3 separate regions of the Ovis aries genome follow, and all the other regions are linked to region 3. Evidence: chromatin contacts called from public Hi-C data. All regions are on one chromosome and are shown on one strand. The core of a region is the stretch at or near the end of the contact, and the rest is flanking DNA. Distances in the headings are between cores, read along the strand shown. Region 1 overlaps FYN (FYN proto-oncogene, Src family tyrosine kinase). Region 2 holds the start of TRAF3IP2 (TRAF3 interacting protein 2). Region 3 holds the start of MFSD4B (major facilitator superfamily domain containing 4B).

Evidence for each region. Hi-C and Micro-C count contacts between places; a contact is called where the count stands out from the background.
Region 1: a Hi-C map of muscle shows a contact between it and region 3, with 4 times the contacts expected there. The contact joins the enhancer-like site here to the promoter of MFSD4B in region 3. A contact is called at or near these places in 3 of 16 Hi-C or Micro-C datasets (muscle, skin fibroblasts and tail adipose tissue).
Region 2: a Hi-C map of muscle shows a contact between it and region 3, with 4 times the contacts expected there. The contact joins the promoter of TRAF3IP2 here to the promoter of MFSD4B in region 3. A contact is called at or near these places in 2 of 16 Hi-C or Micro-C datasets (muscle and skin fibroblasts).

Annotation. Positions count from the first base shown.
Region 1 is chr8:26,066,094-26,070,661 of ARS-UI_Ramb_v3.0, forward strand. The region is part of intron 12 of FYN (FYN proto-oncogene, Src family tyrosine kinase); the gene reads left to right. Among named protein-coding and RNA genes, the nearest start is that of TRAF3IP2, 67 kb to the right of the region's middle. Within about 2 kb of position 1,913, at least 10 of the 54 cell types and tissues checked have an H3K27ac peak or open chromatin away from gene starts, as enhancers often do. A contact at or near this core is called in muscle and tail adipose tissue, where this site is marked.
Region 2 is chr8:26,133,707-26,138,090 of ARS-UI_Ramb_v3.0, forward strand. TRAF3IP2 (TRAF3 interacting protein 2) reads left to right here and starts at 2,077. Exons shown (of 9, transcript XM_060419494.1): 1 at 2,077-2,195.
Region 3 is chr8:26,465,166-26,470,141 of ARS-UI_Ramb_v3.0, forward strand. MFSD4B (major facilitator superfamily domain containing 4B) reads right to left here and starts at 3,150. Exons shown (of 5, transcript XM_004011484.6): 1 at 2,747-3,150; 2 at 891-1,059. The coding sequence starts at 2,929.

The sequences.
Region 1 (4,568 bases), core at 663-3,162, 400 kb before region 3:
CAATGGAACATAGGCTCTTCATGGTGAACATAACATGTCTGAAGGAAGAGGGGTCAGCTTCATTGTTGTTCTTAACCAAAACCCAGTCATTCTGAGCAAGGCTGAGCAATGACTGGAATAGGTTACAGGGCGGTGTTATCTACTGGAGGTTGTAATAGTTAGCTCTGCACTTCTTCTTTCTCGCCTTCTTTTCTAATTCTTTCATTTCTTGCCAGTTTTTCCCTCCTTTTATCCTTCTTGGCAGTCTCAAGCGATGAGGGGAAAAAATGCTAAACTAAGACCCTGCCACTACAGATACTGTCGGCCACTACAGATACTGTCGGCTAAATTACATGTCGGTCAGACAGCTCGGCTATTTGAATTTCCCCAACATGTGGCAGTTCTTGTCTTGGAGCCAAAGGCCGACACTTTGAGCATGCCCATTCATCACACACATGCACATGTGCATATGCACACACTTACACGCACACACACACAGTGCAGGGCCAGATGGTATGCCGTATCACTAATCAAAGGCACGTGGGCAGCTTTGATTGGCGCTGCAGTCCAGAGAGGACTCTGGGCACGATTTTAGTCAGGATGAGCTGAGAGGGTCTGAAGTGCCCCCGGGTCTGAGACCTGGCCCTAAATGAGAGAGTTTACCCCGAGGCAAACCTGTCAGATCCCAGCTCACAGACCCAGAAGGAGAGGCGAGCGGGTGAAGGTTGAGAGACATGAGTCTTTGGTTTAGGAAGGAGTGAGTCGCGTCAGCATGCTTCTGTGTGTGAGTGTTTTGGGGCTGGAGGGAGCAGTTCAGGATTTGTTTCTCCCATTCCCCCAGGCTCTGGACTGTCTGGAATTTGTCATTAGCACACTTGAGTCATCAATAAATGAGAACGTTGGCAGGGCCTGAAGCCCGAGCGTGCTGGCAGGGGTGCTGTTGACAGGGCTGGGTGTTTAGTTCATGGGGTGAGATGCCCAGGCTGTGCCCCTGGGTGATTGGCGTCTGGGGGAAGGCACGTCAGGAGCCCTCGCTGCAGTCCCCTCAAAGTGTGCTGCTGCTGTGGAGCAGGGCTGTGCGGCTGCCCTGAACCCCAGCCCTCCTGTCCTGCCTTCCTCCCGATTGTCTTTCTGGTGGTGTCCTCTCCAGCTCCATCACCTTCCCAGATGTTGTCCTGATGCCCTTCAGAGGGCCAGCTTCACACCCTTAATTTCCAAATAGAATATTCCACCCTTCCCTCTTCCAATTCTTTTTTCTTCTCTCTTCCCTTTTACAAGTATCTTCTGTGTGCTAAGTTGCTTCAGTCATGTCCAACTCTTTGCAACCCTATGGACTAGAGAATTAAACTGGGGAGGAAAAAACAAAGACTGAGGCCCTGGGACTGGCCAGGAGAATAAAAGAAATATTGCAACAGAGGACAAAGAAGGAGCAGGGGTGTTTATAGGAAACCTACCCAGTGCCAGGTCCAAGCGGGCAAATGTGAGGAGTGGAGTGGGAAAGATAGATACAGGCTCAGAGAGGCTGAGTAACAGACAAAGCCACACAGCTAGTCAAGGGGCAGAGTCAGCATTTGGATTCAGGCATGGCTGGTCCTGTTGCATCTACCCTTTTATGCTATGCTGACTGTCTCTCATCAGGACAGTGATTGAAAGAAGAGAAAAATTTAAAAATTGAGAGGATTAGTCATAAGCTCCTTTTCCCCTTTATTTTATAGAAGCACTTTTAAGAGGCAGCTTCTAAAGTGCATATGAGGGGAGTTGGAAGACCTTCATCTGCTAGCTCCAGGTCAGCCCAGCTGTTTACAGAACACCTCCAGGGGTCTGCCCTGTGCCCAGGCCGCTTTACGAGGCAGGAAGGGCCCAGTGTGTATCCACTGGCGTGCTCTGCAGATGGCATGCATGCTTCATGCTGAAGTTTCTGCAGGGAATTAGTCAGTGCTTCCAGACAGCTGCTCCGTGTGCCTGAAAATATTTATAAGCCCGGTTTTATGTTCCCCACAGGCCTCAGCCAGGCCGCATCTTGTTTATGGAAGTGTGGGCAGTGTTGAGAAGTGTGTGCCGATCACAGGTATTTTCAGACTGTGGGTAACTGTTGTTTCTCAACACAGTGGTGAGGTTCCCATCTAAGGGCTCGCTGAAATGTCTCTCCCTCCTCCTATCTGGTGGATGAGCTGGCATTTCCCCAGGCACCTGCAGAATGGGATTTGGGACCTGGGTTAAACAGCTGCTCCTGAGTTCCTTTGTCTTCCCCTCCCTGCCCCACTGGATTGTAAGCGGCAGCCCCGTATCAGGGAGAAGGTCAAGACCAGGCCCAGAGTTGGTGATGGTGGTCCTCTGCCAGTAGCATTCTGGAGGCAACTAGCAATCATTTGGTATCATTCATTTTCTTACCTCTGCATGTCCCCCAGTGACAGCAGTTAGGTCTTCTGTCCAATCTGGATCTCCAGGTAATGGCAACCGTCATTATTTGAGTGCCCTTCAAAGTGAAGGGGCTTTGATAGGAGCTCCTGAGCGAAAGAAGCCAAAGACTAAACCGGGGCAAGCTGCCAGCATGGAGTCAGATGAGATCTGAAACCCACCCCATCGCCCACCAGCTCTGGGGCCTTGGGCACATTACCTAACTTTTCCACACCTTTGCTTGCTTGTCTGTAAAGTGGAAACATATTTTCCCTGTTTTGTGCTTTTGTTTTTGCAAAGATTAAGTGAAACAGCACATGTAAATTGTTTAGCACAGTACCTGGCATGTAGCAACTGGTAAACAAAAAGGACTCTTGTTATTCTGTCTGGACAAGACTAAGTTCTTGAGGAATAAACAAATTCCAGATTGGCCAGAGACACGTGGAAAGGCCCAGCCACCATCCGGGAAAGGGAGAGAAGGATCAGAGCTAATTCCCTGTGGTCAGATATGAGTGGTCATGACGATGCAGTTGCCAGCAACAGGCGTGAGTGAGTCAGGAAGGTTTTCTTTTCCAAGAACAAGGGTGAGTTTGGTTTGGTTTGGGATTTGTTGAGCTTAAGGTAGTTGTGGCCGAGTTTGATGTCCAAGCCCAGAGAGGTCAGTGGGGGTGCCCTCACCCGGTCCCATGGCCACGGGTCCTCACCTCTGAGGACTCCTCCCCACATCACCACCCCTCAGCCAACCATGGCCTCTCACCCCCATGCTGCCTGCACCCTCCCTTGAGGTCTGATCACAGCCCCTCCTGCCACCAGTTCCCCAGAGGTCCCACACAGACAGACCATGCGAGAATTCTTGAAAAAAAGTTTCTTCCTGAGCTTTTAGGAAGCTCGGTGCTGACGAATACTGATTTAAACCTAACAAGCTCAGATAGACATAGCTTACGTATCAGAATGATTTGCTTTTGTGGACACATTTTTTTTATTGAGTCATAATATATGTACAATAAAATGAATAGGTCTGAAGTATACAACTCAGGGAATTTTTACATATGGGGATGCCCTTGAAATTACCCACAGATGAGGATAACAAACACTGCCAGCCCCCTAAAGACCTCCTCATCCCCTTCTAGACAGTCAGCACTCCCAAAAGTAGACCCTGTTTTACTTCTGCCGCCAGAGATTCCTTTTCCCTGTAACTGATCTTCATATAAACAAATCATTCAGTACCAGTCTTTTGTGTCTGGTTTCTTCTGCGTCATTGTGAGATTCATCCATGTTGCTGCGTAAAACAGTAGGTCCTTCCTTTTCTTTGCTGAGTCGTAGTCCATTTACAGATAGGTCCATGTATCCATTCTCCTGGTATTTCTAACTGGGAGACTTTATGAAAGTAGCTGCTGTGGTGGTGCTCATGTCCTCCTCTCTTCTGGGTATAGTTCTAGTAGTGGAATTGGTCTTAGGACAGACCTGTACTGCCCAGCAGGTTTTGTGGCCTTATCTTTAAAGATAGAATACATAGTCCCTGTGTTGTGTAGGGTTTTACTTCTCTTTAGGCCACTAAGGCAGCATGGTGAGGCTGTGGAAGCTGTGGCTGGCAGTCAGGAAGCCCGAGTTTGAACTAGCTATTTCTTACAAGGTTGGTGTGTCCCCAGGCAAATCAGTTAACCTTTCTGAGCCTCATTTTTTAGCATCCGTAAAATGGAGATAATAAAAATAATTACCTCACATAATTAGTGTGAGAATTAAATGGGCTCTCTATAAAAGCTGTTGGAGGGTTATGAAATATAAACCATTCTTGTAACCTGAACTTTTTGTGTGGATAATACATTTGCCTTGAAAGAGGTCTTTATTTACTTAACTAAAAATTCTTTTTAAGGAAAAAGCTAATAAGGAACAGTAAAGAATAATTATTCTTGTAAGAAAAATAATATATTTCATTTTTTTACAGCCAATTCCATTGGTCCGGGCAGGTGCCATTTGGTTTATCTGCATGCCCAAGGGCCCCTCTGCACACAGCTGAGAGTTGGTGGTCTACGCACCAGCCTCTCCAGCAGAGTTTTGTTTTTTCCCAGATTTGCCTTCTCTGTTGAGAACTGTCCCTACCTCCATTATTTTTGATCTTGTTAAGTCTGAACATCTGATGGACATTCTCAGCAGTGTCACTGAGGTTGTGCATGTGTGTGTGCGCGTACACA
Region 2 (4,384 bases), core at 827-3,326, 330 kb before region 3:
TGTATCAGCCGGAGAACACCAGCAGGGTCTCCTGCAGGGCTGGAGGTGTTCATTTCCCAGGCGCTCCCTGACATTTCCCCTGACATCCATATTTGACTAACTGTCACAGGCATATTCAGACAGCAGTTTCTAGTGTTCAGGACCTCCTCTCTAAACTGTTCACATCCGCAGGCTGCTGTTCAGTGGGATCCCAGCAAGGGCTCCTAAGTAGGAACCGTTAACTCCTTCCTCAAGTGCTGCTGTTCTGCTCAGGATAAACTGACCCAGAGGAAGGCCCAGCCACCAGCAATTATGAGCAGCCCTGCAGTGCTTGGTATCTCCCTGCAGGGCCCTTAGGTTCACATCTGGGGAAACGGTTGGTGGGAGAACTAGAAAAAAAGATTCCTCTTGTTCTTCCTGATGGGCTGTACTCCAAAGGCAGTAGTTGACAGGAGCGTCTTCTGGGCTTTTCCCAATCCATTTAAAGGCATCTAAAAGAAATGAAAACTGTCTTCACCCCACCCTTTCTTTGCTCTCCCTCTTTTTTTTCTCCTTTTGTCACTCTTTTCTATTCTCATCTCCTAATAGTGATAGCTTTTTCAAAGTATCCTGGTACCAACAGCTCCATACAAAAAAGCACTATTTTCCCCTAAACTAAAAAAAGCCTATAATATAATTTTGAGGGAGAAAACTCAAGGCCAAGGTAAGAAGTGCAATTTTTAAATCTTTTTTTTTTTTTAATGAATGAAGTACCACGCCCTTGTGGGGACAGGAATCTAATATAGACATGTTGGTGTTTGTATGCTCAGTCATGTCTGACTCTTTGTGACTCCATGCACTGTAGCCCACCAGGCTCCTCTGTCCACGGAATTTTCCAGGCAAGAGTACTGGAGTGGGTTGCTGTTTCCTCTTCCAGAGGCTCTTCCCCACCCAGGGATCGAAACTGCAACTCTAGTGTCTCCTTCATCTCAGCTTTTTTACCACTTTTTTCTTTTAACCACTTTTTTACCACTGAGCCACCAGGGAAGCCCCCAATATATGTATAGTATACATATTTTATGCAATGACTAGGATAAAAGCCTTCCATTCTCACCCATTCCCTCAACCCTCTTTCCTGGAGGCGATCACTACTTAATAGTTTGATATGCCTTCTTCCAGACATTTCTGTCATTTTTTTTGGTCATTTGGCAGTTATGTCGTGCTTGCCTACTAGGTTCTGGGCACAGTGATAAGTGTTAGAAACAACAGTGAATAAATGTATATAGATACACATACATGTATTTATCTGTCATATCTATTGGCAAAAGCGAGATGACCAGGGTAATGGGCTGACCCTCAGGACTCAACCAGCCACGCAGAGCAGCTGGAGCATAGTCCACCTGCCCACACCCAGCTGGCTAGAGGGTAACTGAGCTCACACCCTGGCCACCGCTGGCCGCCACAGCTCTCATTACGGTCTGCCATCCTGGTCTTCCTGTTTCTAGGGTCTCCCTCAGCAACAAATTCTGTAGGCACCGATTAAACAAGAAGGAAAGATGAAGAAATGAACTCGAGGACATGAAAAATGCAGCCAGAGGAAGACTGTGTGTGTGTGTGTTTTCTTAAAAATAGTCACTTTTTCATGCCTGTGGATGGGGTAAGGAATGTGTGTGTTGGGGTGGTTGGGGTGGGGGCGGGGAATGGGCAGTGAGTCCCCCCTTTGTGATTAAGAGCAGTAAATACAGTTAGAGACAGTAAGAAGTTTTGCTCCATACTCCTCCCCACGATCTGCCCCACCCGTTTCCTGCTCGGGAGCTGCTAATGAGTAACCCATCTTACCAACCCTCCCCGGGCATCGTCTCAGGCCTGGGTGCTTCGACAACCCTGAGGTTCAGGGAACATTCCTCAGCAGTTACTTAGCTGGGTGATGGGGAAAAAAAAAAAAAGAGCAGCCTAATTGGCTAGTGGCCTTTTCTAGTGAATGAAGGTTTCTGTTTTAAGAAGTAAAGTGACTTCTCAGCGGCTGTTGATTCACTGCCCACAGGGAGATTTTTGAGCAGAGGCTTCCTAGCCTCGGTAGAAATTTGCATACAGCTTCCACTTCCTGCTTCGGAGCCTGTTCCACGGCTTACCTGGGCCGGGAGAGGGTGCAGGGAGGCCTGGAGCAACCCAAGGTAGAGAGGCCCCGAGAAGGAGAGAGCGTGACCACCGGTCTGTCTGTCCTTGGCAGCTCTAAGGTAAGTGCTTCAGTTGTCACCTGACCAACCTTACTTCTTAACTTCTGATCCATTTTCCAAAACAATGTTTTCTCCTTTACCGAAAGTGCCGTCTCACTTTCCTCCGCCTGCCTCTCCCCACCTTTCATTTGTTGGTTCGTGTACAGAGAGACAGCTCCGGCTTAGAACATGACAGCTACGTGTCGGCTGTGAGACAGGGCCAGTGGTTTAGTATTTCAGACAGGAGAGCGAAGATTAACTCTTTGAGGAATAGACATCTACACCCACACACACACCCCTGTGTTTGAGGACTTAGTGTCCCCACGAGTTTTGATGAAGAAGACGTCCCCCCCTCTCCCTCCCTCACCCCCCTTCTCCAGGGAGGGAGCCGGGGAAATAAAAAATGAAGAGTTTGGCTTCCAGCCCCACGATGCATCAGTGGCAGAGGTGGAAGGAGAACTCCCGAGTTTTCTTGATCCCTCTTTCACTCAGGGGAAAAAACCAACACCCTGTTCTTGAGCCAGGAAGTCCAGCCCTGTTCCGTGCTGGCCATGGCTCTGCCAGCCCCTCTGCCCCAGCCCTCCACCCTCCCACACCGCCCAGGCATTTGCTGGCACAGACAGCCGGCCTGAGCCTTTAGGAAAAAACAGGGAGAGAAATGCTATTATTTGCTCTTAGAAGCTTATCAAGCTTCATGTGACTGTCAAGTTCAAGATGGTCTCTTAGTATAGGGGGATATTTTTAAATGAACAGGGAAAGAAATAATAAAAACAGAGGACCTGAAACTTGGTTTCAGATTCTCCCTCCTCTGCTTGCTGACTCTGTGCTGCTGCTGCTGCTAAGTCGTTTCAGTCGCGACCCACTCTGTGCGACCCCATAGGCGGCAGCCCACCAGGCTCCCTGGGATTCTCCAGGCAAGAGTACTGGAGTGGGTTGCCATTGCAACTCTGTGACTTAGGCAATTTACTTCTTTTTTTTTTTTGACTCAGGCCTGGATTTCTTCATCAGTAAAATGTGGATGGGGGTGGTGAGCTAAGATTATGTTGAAATTCACTTCTAAGAAAATAAGGCGTCGGTGATGAAAATCCCAGAGGGGCAGCCATAGTGGGCGGTCTCAGAAGATATGTGTTTTTTTTTTACTGATGATTCAAATATATTAATCTTACCTATCCTACTAGATAGTCCCTGGAGGAAAAGGACTTAATCCTTCTTTACCCTCTAGCACTCAGAATACTATCAGACACCTCAGGGGCGCTCAGGTTTCTTCCACATAAACTGCTCTGATTCGTTTCACTCATCTATAAAAGGTGAAGCCTTAGCCTGGGTGAAAGGCTGGGGGTGGGTAGAGGAGGGTACTGGGCAGCCGCATGGCTGTGTGGGAGAGCTGCCTGGAATTTAGATATAATTTTTGACTCAAGTTAAATAGAACACAGGGGGTTTCTTGAATTAGTTTATGTCCCATTTGGGTTACCCAGGAAGAAATGGCCTGTGCACTTGCCCACAGAGTCCAGGCAGCGCCAGAGAGCTGGCACACAGGCCTGGCTCCAAAAGGCTGTGTTACTGACTTAGCTGGAGCTGGAAATGACTCCTTGGCTAGACCAGTCACTTTGTGTGGGGCCTTTAATGGGAGGTGAAAGGAAGCTGTGAGGCACATCCTGATACCATGTAAGGGTGATGACTAGGATCAGACACATTATTAGATGGTAAACACCCTGAATTCTTAACCTTTTCCAAACCACTACTTTGTTTAAAAAAAAAAAAAATCATTGTTTCTTTTGAGCTAATTCTCTCCCTCCATACAGTTCACACAGGCCCTGGCTGAGTGGGATGGGCCGACTCAGGGCTTTTGGTTTTGCTCAGCTGTTTCTGTGGAATATGAAGGCCCTGCTATGGTCCTCATCATGCTTTCAGATAGCTATCTCTCTCATCCTGGGATGAGAGGACAGGAATTTCAAGATGTTTCACCTGTGATGCGTTACTGATTTTTATTTTCAAATAACATGCACCATTATCTGAAATCAAGCCAACTGTAGTTTGCTGCCAGCCAAGCTTTGACCCAGAAAGACCACCCACAGACATTCTTCATCTTGTGTCATTTGTGATGGAGCGGCCCCTGCTTCGCTCGGTGCTTGGGGTGAGCTGACTAAGCGTGAAGTCTGGGCGTGTTGGGGAGAAAACTGTTAACTCAGGATACTCACTTTGGGAGGGTT
Region 3 (4,976 bases), core at 1,900-4,399:
AGAATCTGCCTGCCAATGCAGGAGACACAAGAGACACAGGTTCAATCCATGGATCAGGAAGATTCCCTGGAGTAGGAAATGGCACCCCACTCCAGTATTCTTGCCAAGAAAATTCCATGGAGAGAGGAGCCTAGCAGGCTACAATCCATGGCAAGCACATAGAGGCAGACATAACTCATCAACTGAGCATGCAGCATAAACAGATTTGTTTGAAGACTAGGGAGGGAAATGTAAGAAATACATTCTTTCAACCAACTATGGAGATCAGAGGGATTATTTACTCATTCGTCAACAAGAGTAATTATCTCCTTATTTCCAAAGCAGTTTTGCCACATTCACCCAGATTTTCTCTAAACATGTCAATTTATCCCCAAAAGAGTAAGTTAAAAGCTTTGCTATCTATTTTGAGTGAGGTGGAGAGGCTTGAGTTGATCATTCACAAGCAGCAGCTGGGACAAAAATTTAGCATTCATCATTTCACCCACAATCCCCTCCCACCTTTGTTCTCAGCCCAGTGTCTAGTCTGGGCAGGTCTGAGGAGTTTATTCTCATCTATGGCCCCAGAAGATCTGCCCTAAACAATGACAAACAAGAGCTCTTTAAACAACTGGCATGTGATCCAGCAGTGGTATCTAGACCGCAGTGAAGGTCAGGAGGGCTAAGGATCGCTAACACACTAGTACTCATCTAAACTTCCAGAGGCATCCAGCCCAGATTCCAAGCAACTGCCAAGATGAGAGCGGGCAGCAGAGGAACCTGGCTTTCAGTGAGGATGTCTAAACACTACTTTTAAGCTGTCAACCATTCTGCAAGCCAGTATGTTTCATATTTTAAAGCAAACTGTAAATTCCTTGAAAGTCTCAAAGAAGCTGAAACTGTCGTTTACTCACCCAAAAGGAGAAAATGATTCATACTGTCGAAAAGAACTCCACCAATCACAGAGCCACCCAGGTATCCAAAGGCACGGCCCACAAAAATCAGAGAAAGACTGCTGATGTTGCGGTTCACATTCGTTGCCAAGTCTTGAAACGTGGGTCCCAGTATAGCAACACTCATTCCCTAAAATTCAAAAAGACAGAAGTTTTTATTTACAATCAATAAAATAATGTCTATGTATGTGGTAGCTTTTTTCACTATTAAAAAGGGAGGAGGGGACTTCAACAGACGGTATGAGGTTAAGTCCCACAGTTAAATTCATAATGAACCTACTAATAGTACTACTAGAGCTACAGACTATTTCTGGTGTGTCAAATCCTATGGTTTTTCTCATCCTGACAACTCTCAAATTGAACTTTAAAAAAATTAAGTCTTTTAGCTTTTTGGTGCAATTCGGCTTCCTTTTTGAACAATACCAGAAAAGACTACAGTATTTCTATTGACAGTAAAATGTAACATTAAAAAACGTCTTTGAAAGTTTTAAGTAGTCTGAAACACATTGCATGCACAAATAACACAAGAATTGTGACACTAAAAATTTAAGTTTTCAAGCCATCAAAACAGTATCCCATTTTTGATGCTGGTAAAACAGCAGAACTGCTGGATGTACATAGGGTCATTCTTTAAAATTATACGTATAAAACATGAAGAGAGAAACAATTTGAACGTTTCCCAATCTAAACTTTTCTTCAAAGAAAACCAGCCTCAGGGGTACCGTCTGTAAGGCTTTCTTAGACAATATTACATACACCTGCATGCACCGGATTTAAAAACGAAATTTTATTCAAAGACTTGCAATTTTAGCAAAAATTAGGGGCTGCATTTGGCTTTCACAGGAAATTCCTTGGACACTTAAAAAAATGTTTCCAATCGGTCTACATTTCAAGAATAAGGGCTTCTAATTGCACGACTCTGCCCTAAACGCTTGGATGTAGCCCCTCCCAGGACGCGGGCACAGGCACAGAGTTAGCGACTAATACATGAACGGAAGGCAGTGCCCCCGCTGTAACCAAATTAGTCCCACCTGCAACGCATTTAACAGGACGAGGAACGGCGTTTGCATTGACTTTTCTTCGAATACAAATACTCTAAGAATTAACTGTACCTCAGGGAAAGATAGTAAGTGGCCAGAAGTGACAGCTCAGAGAACTCACCCTCCCAACTCCCCAAGACCCCAATATTTAAGACAAGCTACTAAGGGAAGTTTTCTGGAATAAAGTAACCGCCTTATTCCAGAAAACGACGGCCAAGACGTTTGGCAAAAGGCTAAACTAGCCTTGCACTTTGTTCTGGGAAAAACATTCAAGGATCAGAAAATTTGTTTTACGTAAGATTATAGGCAGACTAGGAAACATTCCTGGCTCAACCACTTAACCGGCTGTGTGGTCCGAAAAAGTCACTCTTCCTGTCTGGGTCTATTTTCCCATATGCAAGAATAAGGGGTCAATTCAGTCAAACGAAGACAAGAACCCAGTAAAGCAGCTTTGTGCAATAATTTGGGCGTTGGGTGAGCGGCTATAGACCTGGCGACTCCTCTTGCATTCTCCTGACCCCACAGAGGAGAGGTAGAAAGGTTTGCTGGAACTGGATGACATTATATATTACGAAAATCTATTTTACACTTGACAATATTTCTCGAAAAATCGCAATTGTGCCCATTTTACAGACTGCAAAACTGAGGCTCAGGCAGATGGATGAGCCCAAGGTCACGGAGTCTGCAAGCGGCGGAGACAAGAGCACAGAAGGCCGCGTTCTCTGCAGAACGTCTGCCCTCGTCTCGGTTTGGGAGGGTTCCAGCCCCGGCTCTCACCAGCCCCAGGAAGGCGGCACACAGGAGGACGGTGATGAACCAGCGCAGCATGCTGTCTGCCCGGCCGCTCCGCCGGGAACCCACCACTGCCTCCGGCTCATTGTCCGCCGGGGCCTCGGCCTGGAGAAGCCGCTGCCCGGCAGCCGGGGCCCCGGCCCCACAGGGTTCCAGTTCCAGCTCCATCGTGGCGGCTCCCGAGCAGCGGTCTCGCTACCGCTCGGCTTCTCAGCGGAGCCTCGGGAACTCGGCACCCTGCCCCGGCCTCGTGCCTCCAGAGCCTGCGGTCCCGGCTGGCGCCACCTCCCCGGGGGTGGCCCTAGTCCGCGCGGAGGAGTCGAACTTCGAGACGCGCCGGCCGCCGCAGGCTGCGGCCGCGCGCCCTCCCTCACGCAGGGCGCCTGCGCAGATCACATGGCGGAAATGTGGCCTCTCGCCAACCGCGGCCTCTCCCCAAACCGGAAGTTGATGTGGTTGCCCAGGAGACCCGACGTCTCTCTCAGGCCTCCGCATCACACTTAGCTGAGCCCACAGAGGCCCTGCAGGCGGGCGCCCCGTGGCGGAGCGAGCTGAAGCTGCAGCTTGGGACGAGTTAGGAGGTAAGATGCAGCCGAGCCGTCACGAGGAATTGCTGGCCGAGAAACGCAAGGTATGGCTTCGCGCCCGCTCCCTGGGTCTCCTCGTGGGGCGGGCGGGTGGGGCCAAGGGAACCCCCAAGATCTCTCTCTTATGCAAGTTTACAAAAGTTCTGCCCTAGTTCCTTTGAGTTCTGTCGTTCACCTGTCACTCTACATTTGTTGAGCCAGTATGTAAACTTCACGTGTATGATCTCAATTGATCCTCTTAACAACACTCTAAATTCCATATTATCCTGGTTTTACAGATAGGAGGGTGGAGTCATAGTAACAACTTGCCCAAGGTCAGTGAGCGAATCAGTGGCTGTTCATAAACAGTGTAATACTAGCTCAAAAAAGAAATCTGGAGCCAAAGCTGCGGTTTCCAGCACACTCTCGCCCCAATCTCTACAAATATTTCCACTGTTGTAAGGAAGTGGAGCAGGGCATCGATTTGCAGAATCCCCGAATTAAGACGCAGGTTCCATCCCTGGGCTGAGTAGATCCCCTGGAGTAGGAATTGGCAACCCACTCCAGTATTCTTGCCTGGAAAGTTCCATGGACAGAGAAGCCTGGCCGGCTGCACCCCTTGGGGTCGCAGGGAGTCGGAGACGACTGAGCATTAAGCACTGAACTGGATAAGATTATACCAGCGGAAAAGGAAAAACTTTATATTCTGTATCCCACTTTAGTTTTTTGTCTCCTTTTGCTCCTTGACCAGACAGACCAAAAGTGTATTTCTCTTTGTTGTCTATCTGGAGTATTCTTTTCCACCTAATTAATCCTTAGCTCATCCACGGTAGGCTCCCAATTATACCACACCTGAGTGTCATCATTTCCCTTGCAGCCCAGCTTCATTGATTTGGTCATTAAGTACTTTCCCCATGTACATCAGAAAGTACAGGTGCTATGACTTAAGAGAACCCATTTTAGATTTCAGAGTCAGGGAATATGTCTCTAAGTTTCATGGGGTTGAAACAAAAGGCATATATATATATATTAAAAAGAATAAGATATGATATGGGAGAGGTAGATTAGGTCCAAATTGGTAAGGGCAAATCCAGATTGCCTCCATTTCTTTCTCTTCTCCTTCTGAGACTCTTAATGACTTATACATTAAACCTTTTGATACAGTCACAAAGGTCCTTGCTGCTCATGTTCCTTTTTTTTTCCTAGCCATTGTTTCCACCTCGGCTCTTGAGTTTTGGAGAAGGCAATGGCAACCCACTCCAGTACTCTTGCCTGGAAACTCCCATGGATGGAGGAGCCTGGTGGGCTGCAGTCCATGGGGTCACTAAGGGTTGGACAGGACTGAGCGACTTCACTTTCCCTTTCATGCATTGGAGAAGGAAATGACAGCCCACTCCAGTGTTCTTGCATGGAGAATCCCAGGGACAGGGGAGCGTGGTGGGCTGCCATCTATGGGGTCGCACAGAGTCGGACACAACTGAAGCAACTTAGCAGCAGCACCTCTTGAGTTTAGATAAGCACTGTTGATTTCTTTATCTTCAAGTATGTTGCACCCATCCAGTGAATTTATTTCAGTTATTGTACTTTTCAGTTCAAAATTTCCACCTGGTTCTTTTTCATAGTTTCTTTTTCTCTGCTAAAGATGCCTA